Regions from separate parts of the Mus musculus genome. Here region 2 is linked to region 1. A link is a contact called in public Micro-C data. All regions are on one chromosome and are shown on one strand. Each heading gives the region's core, a stretch centred on a gene start, on an enhancer-like site or on the middle of the called end of the contact. The rest is flanking DNA. Distances are from core to core; before and after follow the strand shown.

Region 1 (7,793 bases), core at 3,624-6,123:
ATGCTGGCTACACAATCATGAGAGCCTGAGTTCAGATCTCTAGCACCTACATAAAAAGGGGGACGGGGCTGGAGAGATGGCTCAGTGGTTAAGAGCACTGACTACTCTTCCAGGGGTCCTGAGTTCAAATCCCAGCAACCACATGGTAACTCACAACTGTCTGTAATGAGATAGGATGCCCTCTACTGCTATGTCTGAAGACAGCTACAGTGTACTTACATACAATAATAAATAAATCTTTTTTTTTTTTTAAGCCACTTACATGGTGATTTTGTACTGCTGATCCCAGCACCGGGGAAGTGGACACAGGAGGATATCTGGAGCTTACTGGGCAGCTGGTCTGGCTGAATCAGTGACCTCCAGGTTCAGTGAGAGACTACACTGCAAATGTGTGGTGGGGGTGATAGGTCAATGAAGACAACCAACGTGGACTTCTGAACTTCATACACGTGTGTGCATAGCGCAACATACATGCACCCACACCCATATATGAACTGATTGGCCTAGTAAGGAAGAGGAGGCTGGGTGGCATACAGTTTAACACCAGACATATCAGCCATGTGACCGTGGCAGGGTCTTTATTTTCTTGTCTTACAACCAGTCATTTTCTTGCACCATATGCTCTGCTTCATAGTCTCACTGTGGCCCCTTCGTCAGTATGCTGGTGTTCCTAAAGGTTGGACTCAAAGGACAAAGAGCACACAGATGATAAATCTGCCCTTTTCTGCTTGTAGCTCATGGGGATCAGTACCCAGTTACATGAACACCAGAGTTGGGAAACACAGGTTTTTAGCGGGGCTTGATGTCCACCAAGGAGAACAGCACTGTCTCTGTGGCTGTTGCACTGTCTACCACAGCTCATGTTGTGCATTTTGTCTCCTGTCTTCAGGCCTCATATAACTCCAGGTACACAAGAAGCACACTGGCATCTGCATGCCAATTGCAAAGAATTACTTCATCTCCTAGGCAAGACGTTGAAGACGAATCTTGGAAATCATAGAACGTGGCACACGATTAAGTACCCAAATGACTGATGGGCAACTCAGAGCAGGGAGAGATCAACTTGAGTCATGTAGGAGCTTCATGAAAGCAGATGAAACTGGAGCCGGATTTTGAAGGTTGGGTAGGATCAACAGCAGCTGTCGTGAAACCCTGTTTAGATCTCCCTGCACATGCTCAGATGTCAGGGACAGCCTGCATGTGTGTACCATACTCACACAAAAATTCTCTCTCATTCCTTTCTTGGTCGGAGTACCTGAGATAGAAGAATTGGGCAGAATTTCTATTCCTAGAATAGAGATCTTTTCTTGCCAAATACACCCCAGTCATTCCCTGCCCATTCCAAGCCCCAAGGCCCGGAGCAGTAATGTGACTCCCTTGCATTTCTCTTAAGACCATCTCCCAGAACCCTGAATCTGACCCACCCAGGAACCTTCCAAAGGGAGTTAGCCTTCCCCATCTGTCACTTCCTAGGTTCAGCACCAACAAGCTGTCAGTCAGCATGAGACCATCTAATATATCCTTCTCATTCAAAACATCTTCATTTTCCCTCAACGTTTAAACTTCTCTCCACAGTTTTATATACCAGCCCAAGGTGGGAATTATTATGGGAAGGATACAAAGAAAAATGTTGGCACTGGCTTTGAATTTTAAGAGACGCTTTTAGAATCTCTGGGAGGGAGAACTGAAAAAGAGAAGTTTGTTGGATACTAAAAGCCATTCTCTTTAAGAATAGAAAGGCTACACCGAAGCTAATAGACAAAGAAGAATAAATGAAAAAATACTGGAGTTCAAAAAGGATAAATATTGTTTCATGGGGTTTGCGGGTAGAGATGGGTAGCGTTAAGTCTTAAAGTGAGCCTCTAAGAAAGCCTGTGTCAGGAGGTCTTGAGGATCTAAGACTCTGGGTTTGGGTTGGGACTGAGCACCACAGTGAGCAGCTGAGTATTTCCCCTGATGGCTGCCAGCCGACCCAAGTTCCCATGAGTGGGTAAGGCACACAGTAAGGACCAGCCTCAGCAATGCCCACAATGTAGCCTCAGCAATGTCTACAATCTGGCCTCAACAATGCCAACCATCTAGGCAGGATGTCCAGGTTACAGGAACAGATATGCCAGCATGGTTCTTCATGTTCAAGGATCGGGTACGTTATCTATATTTTTCACTCGGAAGCCTCTGGGAGCTATGTAAAGAGAGAAAGAAGTTATCGATATGAATTAAGAGAAGCATCGTCAACACACCTGAGTTGAAGAGCTGTGAGATTGTGGACTTGCTGACTTGAATTACTTTTGTAAGAGGCTGCTCATCTGATTAAAAGTAAGCTTTAAATATACTTTTTAATCTTAAAATGAGATAGACATTTACTAAGAAGTTGTGGAGAGAGCTCCCATGAACCCCAGGTCTAGTTTCTCGCTTACTATGGATTTGGTGTTATTGACTAATACCCCAACACGCTATTCAGATTTACTCAGTTTAAATCTCAGGAGTTCTTTTGAGACCCATCAAGACCACTACACTGAGCCAAATGTGGTGGCACACAACTGATTTGTTTGTACTTACACATCTAGTAAACGTACTTGGGAGGCCCATGTAAGAGAATGGAGAGTTCAAGGCCAGCTTGGGCCATGGATGGAAAACCTGTCACAGAACAAAACAACACGAGCAAACCACCACACTGCACTGAGTTCTAACACCATCCCATGGTTCTCGCAGCATTCTACAACTATCTGTTTGCCTTTTCTTATTTTTGCTGACCTTGAAAGTCTGGGAGAGTGCTGGTGAGGTAATTTATAGGAAGTGCCTCATTCATAGGATGCTGTTATCTTCATTTGGAGCTTGGAGTTTTGGAGGGGAGGCACAGGGAGGAACACTGCCACTTTTATTATATCTAGAACACAGTGTCAAGGTGACTTACTGATTCTTAAGTTCACCTTGATCAACGGGCTGGGGCAGAGTAATGGTTTCTCTGTTAGAAAGTTCCTTACCAGTTTTGTTCTCTTTGGAAGGTAGTGTGCAGCCTGTACCCTGCGAGAGGGGAGTTCTGCTCTGTCTCACTCGGGACAATCTCTACCTAAGTTACTTGTACTTCTGCCTTTGTCACTTCTACCCCATTTGCTTATTCCTTTACATCAGTATGGACTCAAAAATATTTATTTATTTTTTTTGCTTGTAATCAAACAGTGCTATGTTGTCTTTCTGAAATTGTTCTGGCTTGGGCCATGAAGAGCTCTTTCGACTGTTTCCTTTGTGTCCTGGGTAATCTTTTTCTGTGCTGCTTCCCCCCCCCCCCCTTGGGAAGTCATTTCCTTACCTTCTGGCACAACAGGGTGCTCATGTTAAATACTTCCTGCCCCACTACCAGAATCACCCATTTTCCCAAAGAGCCTGAATTCCTTTAATTGGAGGAAAGTATTAAAAACAAGATCTGAGAACCATAGAAACGCTCCATCTGTGGTAAAATACTTACTCTGCAAGCATGGGAACCTGAATTCAGTTCCTCGGTATTCCAGCTTTTTACTGCAGCTTGGGCACTAGGGAGGCAGAGATGGGAGGATCTTTATGTATTGCTAGTCAACTGTCTAACTAACCAAGGAACTCCAGATTCAGTGAGAGACTCTGCTCCAAAAAAACTAAGGTGAGAAGTGGATGACTGAGTTAGACACTGGGTACCTACCTCTTGTATTCATATAAACACAGACCCAAAACACAAATGTCGATAGTGCGTGCAGGCACACATGAGAGGCAGAGAGACAGTCATCAAAACGCTAGGTGTTTCCAGGGCCAATTAATTGACAGAGCAAGAAAATACAGGCATATGTACTATCATGCGGTCCAAAATATAAGCACACAGCTGTAGATCTTTACACACACCTATTGCAAGGTGAACACAAATTCCTATGGGTGTCTTCAAACTTCATCCTGACCGAAACCAAGCCTTCTAGCCCTTTTCCCTTGCTTGTCTGAGACTGCCAAGGGGAAAAGATCTGGTGGTCACTTAATCATCGTTCTCCCGTTAAACATAGGTGCGGGGTGTAGTTTGATGGAATTTGTTGATCTGTTTTCTCCTGCATGTGATTCTCAATTACCCGGCGCCCATTCCTTCACTGCACTCATCTTGCAGCCGTGACATAAAGCAGAATTTGATATTCCACACATCTGATTTAACGTACATTTTCTTTAAAAGTCCCTTTCCTCTGGTCTCCCCTGCCTCCATCATCTTCCCACTACATCTGGGTAGCCTGAGGACCCAGCACACTTGGGAGATGGGGATTCCCCGCAAGCACCCCCTCTCTCGCGCCTGCTTTTTACATACAAGGAGACGGTAGACTAGAGCAGATAATCTGTTTTCACTGCCTCTCTGCTCATTCAACAATTATCCCGCCCCTTCTACATGCCAGTGACAGCGCTGTGCCTGCGAAGGCCACACCAGCTCCATATCCTGGTCGCTCGGCCCCGCGGGTGACATAAATAATAATGAAAACGCTCCAGCGCTAGGACCGCTTGCAGTGCAGGCGCGAGAGTCCTGGCAGGGGGCGCAGTGCCCGTCCTGGAAGGCCAGTGTGGCTCGGTCACACTTGTTCCTGCTCCTCCCAGGTTTGGAGCAGCCCTGGAGGAGGAGACCTGGCCCGCTCCACGTTCTCTCTCAGCCACTCCATTTCGCCCTCCGGGCTCCCAGGCGCGGCTCCGCCCCTCCAGGACCCGCCCACAAAAGGCCCCGCCCACCAGCCGAGCCCACGCTCCGGCCGCTAACGAAGCTCTCCGGAAATTCCCGAAGCCCCTCTTTTTCCTTCCTCTCCTTTCCCTGCTCTCCCTTTCCTTTCACCCGGGCTCCCTCGGCCGTGATTTCTCCCTCCCCCTCCTTCCTTCCCCGTCGGAAAGCAAGATGGAGGCTCGCTGCTGCCGCCGGCGTTCGTGATCGCGGAGCTTCGCAGCCCCGGCCCCCGCCCTCGCGTGTCCGCGCCGCTGCCCGTGCCCCGGCCGGCCACGCCGAGGCCGTGGCTCCGCGCGCCCGCTCCGCGCCAGGCTCGCGGCTCCCGGGCGGTGTCCTCGTCTATGTGGGCGCGCTCCTCGGGCCGAGCCGCCGCCGCCCGCCGCCCCGGGGCTGTGCGTCCGCGCGCCGGGCGCGGGCAGCTGGGTGCTCGGCGCCGCCAGGCCAGGCGCAGGCGGCTGGGTGCGCGGAGCTAGGGGCGCGGGGCCCGAGGCGGGCTCGTCCGCCGCCGAAGCCATGAGCGGCAGCAGCGGCGGTGCCACCGCCCCGGCCGCGTCCTCCGGCCCCGCGGCAGCGGCCAGCGCGGCGGGCTCCGGCTGCGGGGGCGGCGCCGGCGAGGGCGCCGAGGAGGCCGCCAAGGACCTAGCCGACATCGCGGCCTTCTTCCGATCCGGTGAGTACCGCGGTTGCCCCGCGCGCTCGGCCGGCCCGGCGCGCCCGGATCTCCGGCCCGGTATAGCCCTGCGCGCTCTCGTCCCTGTCGCCGCATCGGGGCTCTGCGATCCACGCCGGCGTGTCAGGTTACCCACGCCGCCCTTGTGCTGCGGCTCGTCCCGGGCGCCTTCACTCGCTTTCCCGGCGCTCGCCCCTCGTGCCAGGCTAGACACCCCTCGGCCTCCCGTTTCAGCGGCCACGGCCCCGCGGGTAGGGGCGCCGGCTCTTTGTCTCTTGCTGGAGGGCCGAGGAGGCGGCGGCGGGGACGGCGTGGGCGGAGGCCGGTGTCCCGGAGGACGAGCTCACCGGGACCGGGGACAGCAGCTCTGCCCTGTAATAGCTTTTGGGCCGCTGGTAGCTGGACCACCAACCCCATTATCAGCGAGTGTCCCGACTCGGGGCTCTAGCCTGTCATCCAGCCTTGGTGTACGGTTCTGTGAAACGGGGCAGCCATCGCACCTCAGCCCAGGAACCGAGGACGGTGGCCGAGCTGAGGCGGCGGTCGGGTCGAGCCATTGTTTCTGGGGGAGGCCCGGGAAGGACATCTGGGACCGTGGTGGCCCTTGGGAGAGGCGTGGGACCAGGGCTGGCGGGCACTGCGTGGGTGGCGTGGACCTGGAGGCAGTGAGGGGCAGTTTAGGGTCCGCTCTGGCGAGCCGGAGGTGGCCGAGGAGGAGGCTAGCCCGGAGCCCGGCGGGCGGGAGGGGCGCTGGTGTGCTGCGCAGGGGGCGTGACGGGGCGTCCCGGGGACCCCGGTAACGGCGCCTCCTCCAAGCCCGGCCCGGCCCAGATCCCGCGCGAGCCCGGCTCGCGTCCGCGCGTCCCTGCGTGCAGTCCGGTTTGCTTGCGCGTCCGGGAGGCGGCGGAGGGCAGCGGCGGCCGGGGGCCTGCAGTTCGGAGAGCAGTCCCTGGCCGGCCAGGCTTGGGAGTGAGGATGCAGACTCCGCGCTGGAGAGCCAGAGAGGGCGGCCCAGGTCAGGATCCGGACGGACGGGCGGGCCAGGGAGGGCGCGGGGAGGCTGTTTGCCCGCCTCCGGGAGGACGGAGAGCCTCGGGGTCTGGTGAGCGGCCTGCACCGGGGTGAGCGCGGGAGGCTGACAGCTCAGGGTCTCAGTGGCCTCTTTCAAAGTCAGGTCCCAAACTGGAAGAGATCAGGGCCGCAGTCCAGGTCATTAGGAGCTAGCAATTGAAGCGACCAGCCTTGGGCGAGGCAGATAACTTCTGGGCCGTTAGACACCTGGTTTAGTTCTGTCTTCTTGATCTTTGTCTGGCAGGGTTATTTTTGATTCGTCTTAACCGATTGGTTATGAAGAGAAGTGACACGTTCCGTCTCGACTGTGTCAACTTGGGTTTAGTGTGCTCTTTCCAGCTCTCCCTCTCCGGTGAGGGCCTTGTAGAAAGCTGAGGTTTAGAAAGACATGAACTCCTTCAAATGAAAGCTTTAACGGTTTTTAACAATGTATTATTTATTTTTTAGTGTGTGACTGGCTGGAGGCATGGCCCAAAGCCACCATTCTTTCTTTTTTTCCATCACCTGTCACAGACTAAATGGTTTTGTGCAGAATTCATCTTCCCAATGTTCTTGCGTCCTAGAGGTGGATTTTTTTTTTCCCCTTATGGCTTAATGCACAGTTCAGGAATGACTTGTTTCCAAGATTCTCCAAAGACATGCTGGTCTTGATTGCCTCTCTTCACTCTGGGCTCTGCTCTTACTGTTCGTAGTCCTGGGTAGCTCGTTCGTTTTAGAGTTCCTGATCAGGTAAAGCCGCTTACTGCCTTGTTTCCTTTATTCCACCTCCAAAGTGACTTGAAGGAGCCAGCGCAGATTTTCAGTTGGTTTCAGAGTTGTCCCATCCCCCTTTAGAATTTCATTTCACCCTCCACTCTGAATCCTTGCCCCAGATCTCAGTGGTTGGCATGTAGGCTGGTGTGTCTAGCAGAGGATACCTAGGGGCTGGTCAGTTTGAAGCATAGACATCATGGTTTTAAGGGTGGCCTTGGTTGGAGACCTCCTGGAAAGAGATCAGTTCAGGTAGGAGCCCTCCTGGAAAGATTTGATTGACTGTGAATAAGGAGGAGTTGTCAGATCCATCTCTTCTGTCTTCAGGATGTGCAGACAGGGAAAATCCGTCCCTGTTGACTGGGAGGCAAGGCACCTTCTCCAAGGTCCCTGAGCCTGGTCCTCAGGGCACGTTCTATTGCTTACCTTTTCCTTCTCAGTCCTGTAGCTGTAGTTATTTGGTCCCCTCTTCTGTTTATCCCTTTCTTGCTTCTTTATTAAGCTTTATTTTTGTAGCCATAGACTGAAAACTGGTACCCATGGTTGGATGGAAGGGACAAGCTATCAGCTCAAACAGAACTTTTTAACAGA
Region 2 (7,793 bases), core at 3,269-5,768, 110 kb before region 1:
TGCACAGGAAACAGAAAACACTGCCTACCTTCACGGGGTTTGAGGTCTAGTTAGGGAGACCACAAGACAACATGTGACTTTTTTTTTTTTCTTGGTTTTTCGAGACAGGATTTCTCTGTATAGCCCTGGCTGTCCTGGAACTCACTTTGTAGACAAAGCTGGCCTCAAACTCAGAAATCCGCCTGCCTCTGCCTCCCAAGTGCTGGGATTAAAGGAGTGTGCCACCACGCCTGGCTCAACATGTGACTCTTAAGTAGATATCTAATTGTGCACAGAAAGAGAAGCTGTGAAGAAAATGGCTGGAGTGTACAACAAATGGGACTGGAGACACTTTCCTGAGAGAGTGGCAGTTAAGGTGGCACCTAGAGTCGGGCAAGGGATTGAGCATCAGGGGTGGTGAATCAAGAGCTGTGATGGGGAGATGTGGTCCCATGGATACAGGTGAGAGGCAGATAGAGTCACTCACAGCAGAGACCGGGAGAACAGAAAGGATGTAGAAGCCAAGAACATTGATCAGGACTGGAGACACCAGGGAAGAAGCAGATGGTTGAAGGTAACTAGAAGTCACAGCTTTATTTCATCCTGCGGAACATAGGTAGCAGCCAGTTTTTGCAACAGCCAGCCCAGGACTCAGCCAGGAAGATCCAAACAAGAAAAGCTCTTTTGTTTAAGGAACAGTAAAACAACAGGGTGTGTCTAGGCCTTTCATCCCAAAGCCCCTCTGTAATCTACGTCTCCTAAATGCATGAGCATCTAGTGAAGAAGCTGGGCCACCAGCCCCTGAGTTAATGTTCTCTCTATCGTTTCTTTAAATATTGCCTCTGACTTCCCATCTATCATTTAGTTTTCACCCAGTCTGACTTTAACCCTTCTAATGTATGAGTTGGTTGGTTAGTTGGTTGGTTGGTTGGTTGGTTGGTTGGTTGGTTGGTTGATTGGTTGATTGGTTGGTTGGTTGGTTGGTTGGTTGGTTGGTTGGTTGATTGGTTGGTTGGTTGATTGGTTGGTTGGTTGATTGGTTGATTGGTTGATTGGTTGATTGGCTGTTTGGTGGGTTGGTTGGTTGGTTTTTGTCCTGTGCTGCCCAAGGTAGTCTCAAACTCAAGTGATTGTAGCACTTCACCCTCCCAAGTGACTGGAATCACAGGCACATGCCAGCATACCAAGCCTGACTTCTGCCCTTTGACTCCACTGAGAAAACCTTTGCCTACAGCCAGCCTCCTTGCTGCTGATTCTGGAGGGATTCCTTTCAGCACTTTCTTGCTTGGCCTCTCTGTCTTCCCAAATCTGTTGGCTACCCTGGTCATCCTGGGATGGTTTCTTTGACTCCATAGGTCAGTTTTTCTTTTGTTTCCCTTAATTTCCCTTTCCTAGTCCCTGTATAGGTTTCTCTTCCAGTGACCACTCCTGGTATTCCTACAACCTTCTAGGCCAGTGGTTCTCAACTGTGGGCCATGATTTCTTTAGGGTCGAATGACCCTTTTACAGGGGTCACATATCAAATATCCTATGTATAAGACATTTATATTAGGATTCATAACAATAGAAAAATTACAGTTGTGCAGTAGCGTCAAAATAATTTTACCACTGAGTACACCACAACATGAACTGTGTTAAAGGGTCTACACACTAGGAAGGTTGAGAATCATGGCTCGAGGCCCTCCTTCCCATCCCTGCTCTTGAATGATCTCATCCATCCTGGTGCTTTCTGCTTCCTTCTCTCCTCCAGACTCTACTGCAATGTATTCAATACATTTCTGTGATTACTACAAACTGACTTGTGGTCCCCAAGAGACTTGTGCAGGTCACAACCTCTCACACCTTTGAGTGGGATCTTATTTGCAAATAGGCTCTCCAAATTGTAGATATGATCAGTTCGTCATTATAAACTAGATAAGTCCAGGACCTGCTTTACTTTTTTTTTTTTAAAGATTTATTTTATGTATACAAGTACTCTGTAGCTGTCTTCAGACACACTAGAAGAAGGAATCGGATCCCATTACAAATGGTTGTATGCCACCATGTGGTTGCTGGGAATTGAACTCAGGACCTCTGGAAGAGCAGCCAGTGCTCTTAAGTGCTGAGCCATCTCTCCAGCCCCTGTTGTACTTTTAATAACAGACATGTTTGGCAACATGCGATCCACTCGTTGTGGATGAATCTATTATGTGAAATCATGTACTATTTGTAAATATCCTAGACACATTCTTCTGTGTACTTTCAATTGTCTCTAGATTGCACATGGTTTATGATTAAAATTAAATATTACATAAGCAGCTGTGCGACACTGCATTGGTTATGGGGTAATGTCAAGTTACAAACAGGTCTAGGCTCTAGGCAGATACAATCTTTCTCATTTTTCTAATCTGTTGTCAATGGACTCTGAAGATAGAGAGAGGATACAGAATTCACAGATACACAGTCAGCTACACTTGTATTTCCCCTAATTTAAACCTTCAAACATTATAACCTCCTTTGTAAGCCCTTACATTGCCTGAAGTGTCTTCCTACTGGGAGGCTAAGACTGAAATAAGCCCTCAATCTTCTCTGTCTCACCAGGACCATTTGAATCTATAGTTCACAGCTTCTGTTTGGTATACAGCCAGTACCCAGTAATTGCCTCATGAATGAATGAATGAATGAATGAATGAATGAATGAATGAATGAATAGAACAAAACCAGTACGGGTTGCTAACAATGGTAACCCACACTGTTTGTTACGGTTGTGTTTAACATTATTGCTAACTGTGGATACTAGAAAAGATAACAAAAATAAATTAAAATTTTTACTAACACCGAAATGCTATTAATTACAGTTATGTATGTGAAGTCTACTTTAATGCCTGATTACCATGCAGGGCAAGTAAAGATTGTGCATAGTGTATCATTAAATGTGGCAGCTCTACTCGGTTAAGTTTTATTTCATTATAATCATGAATTACACATATGCTTAGTCTACGTAAGTTATGGTTGCTGTCTGCTGTTTGTTCCCGTCCTTGAAAAGGCTTCTATTTCTAAACTTGCCTTCTTCTACACCTAGCAATTTTGATTTTTTATAGGAAACCTATAGAGGGTGGCCAGAAAGGTTGAGTTAATTCAGCCAAGGTTCTCAGAGGCAGTAAATGATGACTTTTGAACGAGGTCCTTTGGCTCAATAACTTGGGCTTTTACACTAGACTTAATTTATCCCTAATGATGCATGTTTTATCAGGAAATTCAGCATAAACTGGTAGTTAAGAGATGCTTGGCTTGAAAGCTTGAGACAAGAAAGGGAGAGAGTGATAAACAGTAGCCTCAGAGTCTCTTCCAACAGCAGGTGACCCAACCTAACATTATAGCCTGAACTCTTGATGCCTCTTCTCTCCTCCCCAATCCCCCAATCCATCCCCCTCTCCCTCTCCCTCTCCCTCTCCCTCTCCCTCTCCCTCTCCCTCTCCCTCTCCCTCTCCCTCTCCCTCTCCCTCTCCCTCTCCCTCCTCCTCCTCCTCCTCCTCCTCCTTCTTCTTCTTCTTCTTCTTCTTCTTCTTCTTCTTCTTCTTCTTCTTCTTCTTCTCTCTCTCTCTCTCTCTCTCTCTCTCTCTCTCTCTCTCTCTCTCTCCCTCCTTGCTTGTGAGCTCAGTATTGGCACTTGGTCAACTCCCAGCTGAGTCCAGCCTTCCCTCTATCCCCCACTGAGGTGCTAGACTTTTGAGTGAAGCTGCCTCTGGACCCTTCAGAGCAAACCAGCCCATCTGCCATTCAGATACCACAAGTGACCTCAGTCCACACCACATGGCACAGAATAATTGAGCAGCTGAGCCTGACCTGAATTCCTCACCCACAAAAATCATGAGGCATAAAAATGGCTGCTGTTTTAAGCTTGGAATTCAAGAGATAGATAGCCAGCGATAGACCACATGCCACAAGTTCATTTTACAGACTGTCTCGCTTAGCAGTGCCAGACAAACTGGCAAAGGGCAAGCTAATAAACTATAGTAATTAACAAAACAAGCTCCCTTTTCTTTCATAAGGCAATCCCCACACACAGACAATGGCAGCAATTTTGAATTTCAAGCAAATAGCCTATCTGTGGACCCATTTGAAATGTCAGCCATAAAATAATTTTCCTCTTGCAATTTATAAGCCCTGACAGTAAGGAGCTGTCTGTGAGAATCCAGCCAGAAATCCCTTGGACAAACATTCCGTTGATAATTTTTCCATTTCCATTTTTGACACACAGAGCCTTTCACTATTCAAGTCAACTTTGAAAGGAAACAAGATAACATCCGTTTCCTCTGCTGTCCTTCCACGCATTTAATAGCACCCAGATATACAGGTTCATTTCCCTGGAGATTCCTGTTATTTAAGCTCACCTTCTGGTGATCTTAAGACCAAAAAAAATGGTATTTTCTATAGCCATCTAACAGTGCAGGCCAGGAATGCAGAGTAGCGAAGGAGGATTGGGGAGGAGATTCCTGTAACCTCAGCGGACCAACAGTTACCCAGACTGCACAATTATTAGCACAGCACAAACACTGCAGCTGTCTGCAGAAGCACCGCAGTATTTCTGACAAGGCACATCACACTGATGATGTCAGACTCCTTTCTTAAACAGTGAAATGTGAGAATGTGTAGAAGAGGTTTGTCCTTGTTTGGGAAACCATACTCACAAATGACTAGGTTACCCACAGTCCTGGGTTTTCTCAGTTCATTGAGAAGTCACATTCCCGCAGAGTCCTTCGTGAAACCCTGTAGTTGGCTCCCTAGGTCTTTGGTTATCTCACCGGTCTGCCATGCACGTCGCTGAACAGGGAAAATGACTCAGGGCTCTAATGAAAATCTAATTCATTAAACCAAACCTTGGAAAAGAACCTCAATGAGTCAGTGCAACCTTCCCCTGCCTCTGGGCAGCGCCACACCTAGACCATCCAAGCCAGAGGAGAGGTAATCACATTTTTTAATAAAGCAGTCGTGAACATTATTACTAAACCCCATTTCTATATATAACTGTGTTCCAAATGAACCGACAAAGGCATTAAAGAGTTGGACCCAACACACTAACAACGGAGCCAGGACCTTGGCTTTTGTGCCAGTTTTTAAAAAGGTGGCCCCTTGAAGCAAAAGATGTAGGAAAAAGCCATTCCCTGGGGAAGCAGCTGCCCAGAGCCAGTCAGTGTGTATAGCTTGTGAGCGAGCAGATAGATGGGTTGGCCATCGGCTCGTTCTGCCTTCCACACCTCACCTTTGTACAGAGGAAGAAACACAGGACCACATGCAGTGACCTGGGAAGATAGCTATAATATTACACATGAAACTTCCTCCTCAGTTTGTCTTTTTAAAAATCTACTTTTATCCTTTCATCGTCCCTGTTGTTTGTTACTGCCAACTGTGTGTACCACCAGGTTTGTTTGGTTTTTTTGTTTGTTTGTTTTTTAATCTGTCAGCCTTCACTAATAAACTTACCACTGACAGGTAATATATCTTTATTCCTCCAGATACCTGACAGGTGCTCAATAACCATTCGTTGGCAGATTGAAAGACTTTTGGAGAGAATGAACACAGCCATAGACCACCAACACCTAACGTTTTCTTGCCTTTAAAATGAAAAGATGGCGGTGACCTCATCTCCCCTGAGGGAAATCAACCAAAGCATTTGAGTCACTGTTCTTTAGAGCAGAATTCCTGGTTGATAAAAAAGCATGGGTCTCCTGGCTATGAGATCAGAGTCCCAGGCTGAGGCCATCAATCCATCCTTGCTTCCTGTCTGGACACTATCTCTATTTAACAAAAGCACATGAGAGACTGACCACTGGGAAGAGAAGCAGGCATTCTTATTTGTCAGCGTACTCTCTCCCACAGCAAAGAGGCTGCCACTCTTTCCTCTTAGGGAGGAATATGACTCCCCAGAAGAGTCACCAGAGTCATTTACCCAGAACACACCTTCCAGGCATCTACCCCACCGGCACCTTCAGCAACTTGATAGTCAGAGACAGGCACCTACCATATTGATATGAGAGGGCATTCTTACCATGGCCAAGGTCAGAAAGTTGCAAGTCCAAAGGCCAGCTTATTTATTCCACGTTACTTTTTGTCTGTTGTTAATACCTGAAAGTTGTCAGAATTAAGGTGGATCACATATGAAAAGTTCCAAATAATAATAATAGTAATAATAATGATGATGATAATAATAATAGAACAAAGGGACCAAGAAGGATAGAGATGTTCATGTATGCCTGATAATGCGAAGTGTCACAGAGACATGAGTACCAAGCATTCATGAGGCTCTGAGTTCAATTCCCAGAACCATGAAGAGGGGGAAGCTAGGAGAAGCGAAGACCACCAGGACTGCAACCTTCCACAGAGCCACTATCACCTCACAAGGAACATATTTTTTTTGCAACAACAACTGCCAAACTGCCTGCTCTACCTTGAACAGATGCTGCCCTTGTCATTGAGTGTATGAGTCAAGGGCTAGCATTTCAAAACATGTGATCTTTGTCATCTTGCCCTCAAATAATCTCCCTTGCCTCAAACCCCTTGAACGGGAACAAGAATTACAGCTGCACCCGAGTTTCCATTGCAATATCCATCCTGCTATTTTGAGAGATTGTTTTCCACTTGGCATTTAGGTTGATACATTTAACAGTATGGTTATTTATATGAGATAACTAGTAGTCATATAAAGAAAGGTTTGTGGCTACAAGCTCTGGAGAGAGTTTTGAAGACAGCTAGAGTGTTCTCCAGGACAATGACATGTGTTATGGAACTGTGTGCTTTCATAGCAATCCTACCAATGAATGGTTCACTTCAAGGTGGTTAATGTTATATTATTATACCTTTATCTTTTTTAAAACAGGGCTTACTACATAGACAAGGTTACCCTTGAACTCTTGTTCCCCCTGCCTTAGCTTCCCATTAAGTTTTTGTAAGAAAAAACATTGCTCCTAATTTTTTTTAATTGAAGGCTTCAACCACCTTCTTGGCTTGCCTTGAGAAACTGGAAGATCCACAGAGCTAAACTTACCCCATGGTGTGGTAACCTTCAGCTTTTGCTGAGAACAGCCAGGGCATTTGCTGTCTATGTTGCCTCTCACCTTTGGAGCTTCTGACTTTGATTCCTCCTATAAGAAAGATACTTTATTTACTCCAGAGAATTAGCAGAGTCCCCACAGACTGCTGCCTTCAGAAGAATGTAAGGCTAGACCACAGATTAAGATTTGAGAATAGCCAGTGCAAAATGAAGACGAAGAGGCCAGGAGGTCAACAGACTGGGATCAGAGAATTGCAGACACAGTATGAGACTCGGATGATCATGTTTGAATGCCTGGAGCAGTACGTTCCTCACCTCCAGTTCACTCTTCTCTTCATTCTTCTCTACCTTTGCTTCTCCTTGCCATTGTCCCCACATCCTGACTTATCTCATGTCTTTGTTGCTTAAGCATTCTTACCAAAGCATCACAAGATGGATTAAGTAACAGAAATCTATTGTTGGAGGCAGGAAATCCAAGACAAAAGTGTCCTCAGGGCCATGCACCCTCTATAGGTTCCCAGAAAACCGGGTTCTGAGACCTTTCCGCTTTCAAATAGGCATGCCTTGACCTGTGGCATCGGCTCACCAATCTCTGCCTCCATCTTCCTGTGGCTTCCTTCTCTCTGTCCCTGTGTCTCAAATCTCTCTCTCTCTCCTGTTTATTCTAAGGACATGAAACATTGGAGTTTAGGGCTTACCCTAAACCTAGGATAATCTCTTGTAGAGATCTTTAATTAAATCCATAAAAGTGTTTTCAAATAAAACCATATTCACAAGCAGATGT

The links. A called contact is a pair of places that touch in the nucleus more often than the background predicts.
Region 2: a Micro-C map of muscle stem cells shows a contact between it and region 1, with 9 times the contacts expected there. The contact joins the enhancer-like site here to the promoter of Trio in region 1. A contact is called at or near these places in 4 of 39 promoter capture datasets (embryonic stem cells, hippocampal neurons and liver), 6 of 484 Hi-C or Micro-C datasets (the C2C12 cell line, embryonic fibroblasts, liver and 2 more), 8 of 115 datasets of contacts at active chromatin or transcription factors (SST interneurons, embryonic forebrain, embryonic limb bud and 4 more) and 2 of 9 other capture datasets (adipose tissue and pancreatic islet).

What each region holds. Positions count from the first base shown.
Region 1 is chr15:28,022,928-28,030,720 of GRCm38.p6, reverse strand. Trio (triple functional domain (PTPRF interacting)) reads left to right here and starts at 4,873. Exons shown (of 57, transcript NM_001081302.1): 1 at 4,873-5,381. The coding sequence starts at 5,225.
Region 2 is chr15:28,130,361-28,138,153 of GRCm38.p6, reverse strand. No RefSeq gene overlaps it. Among named protein-coding and RNA genes, the nearest start is that of Gm31458, 68 kb to the right of the region's middle. Within about 2 kb of position 4,518, at least 56 of the 459 cell types and tissues checked have an H3K27ac peak or open chromatin away from gene starts, as enhancers often do. A contact at or near this core is called in the C2C12 cell line, SST interneurons, embryonic fibroblasts and 2 more, where this site is marked.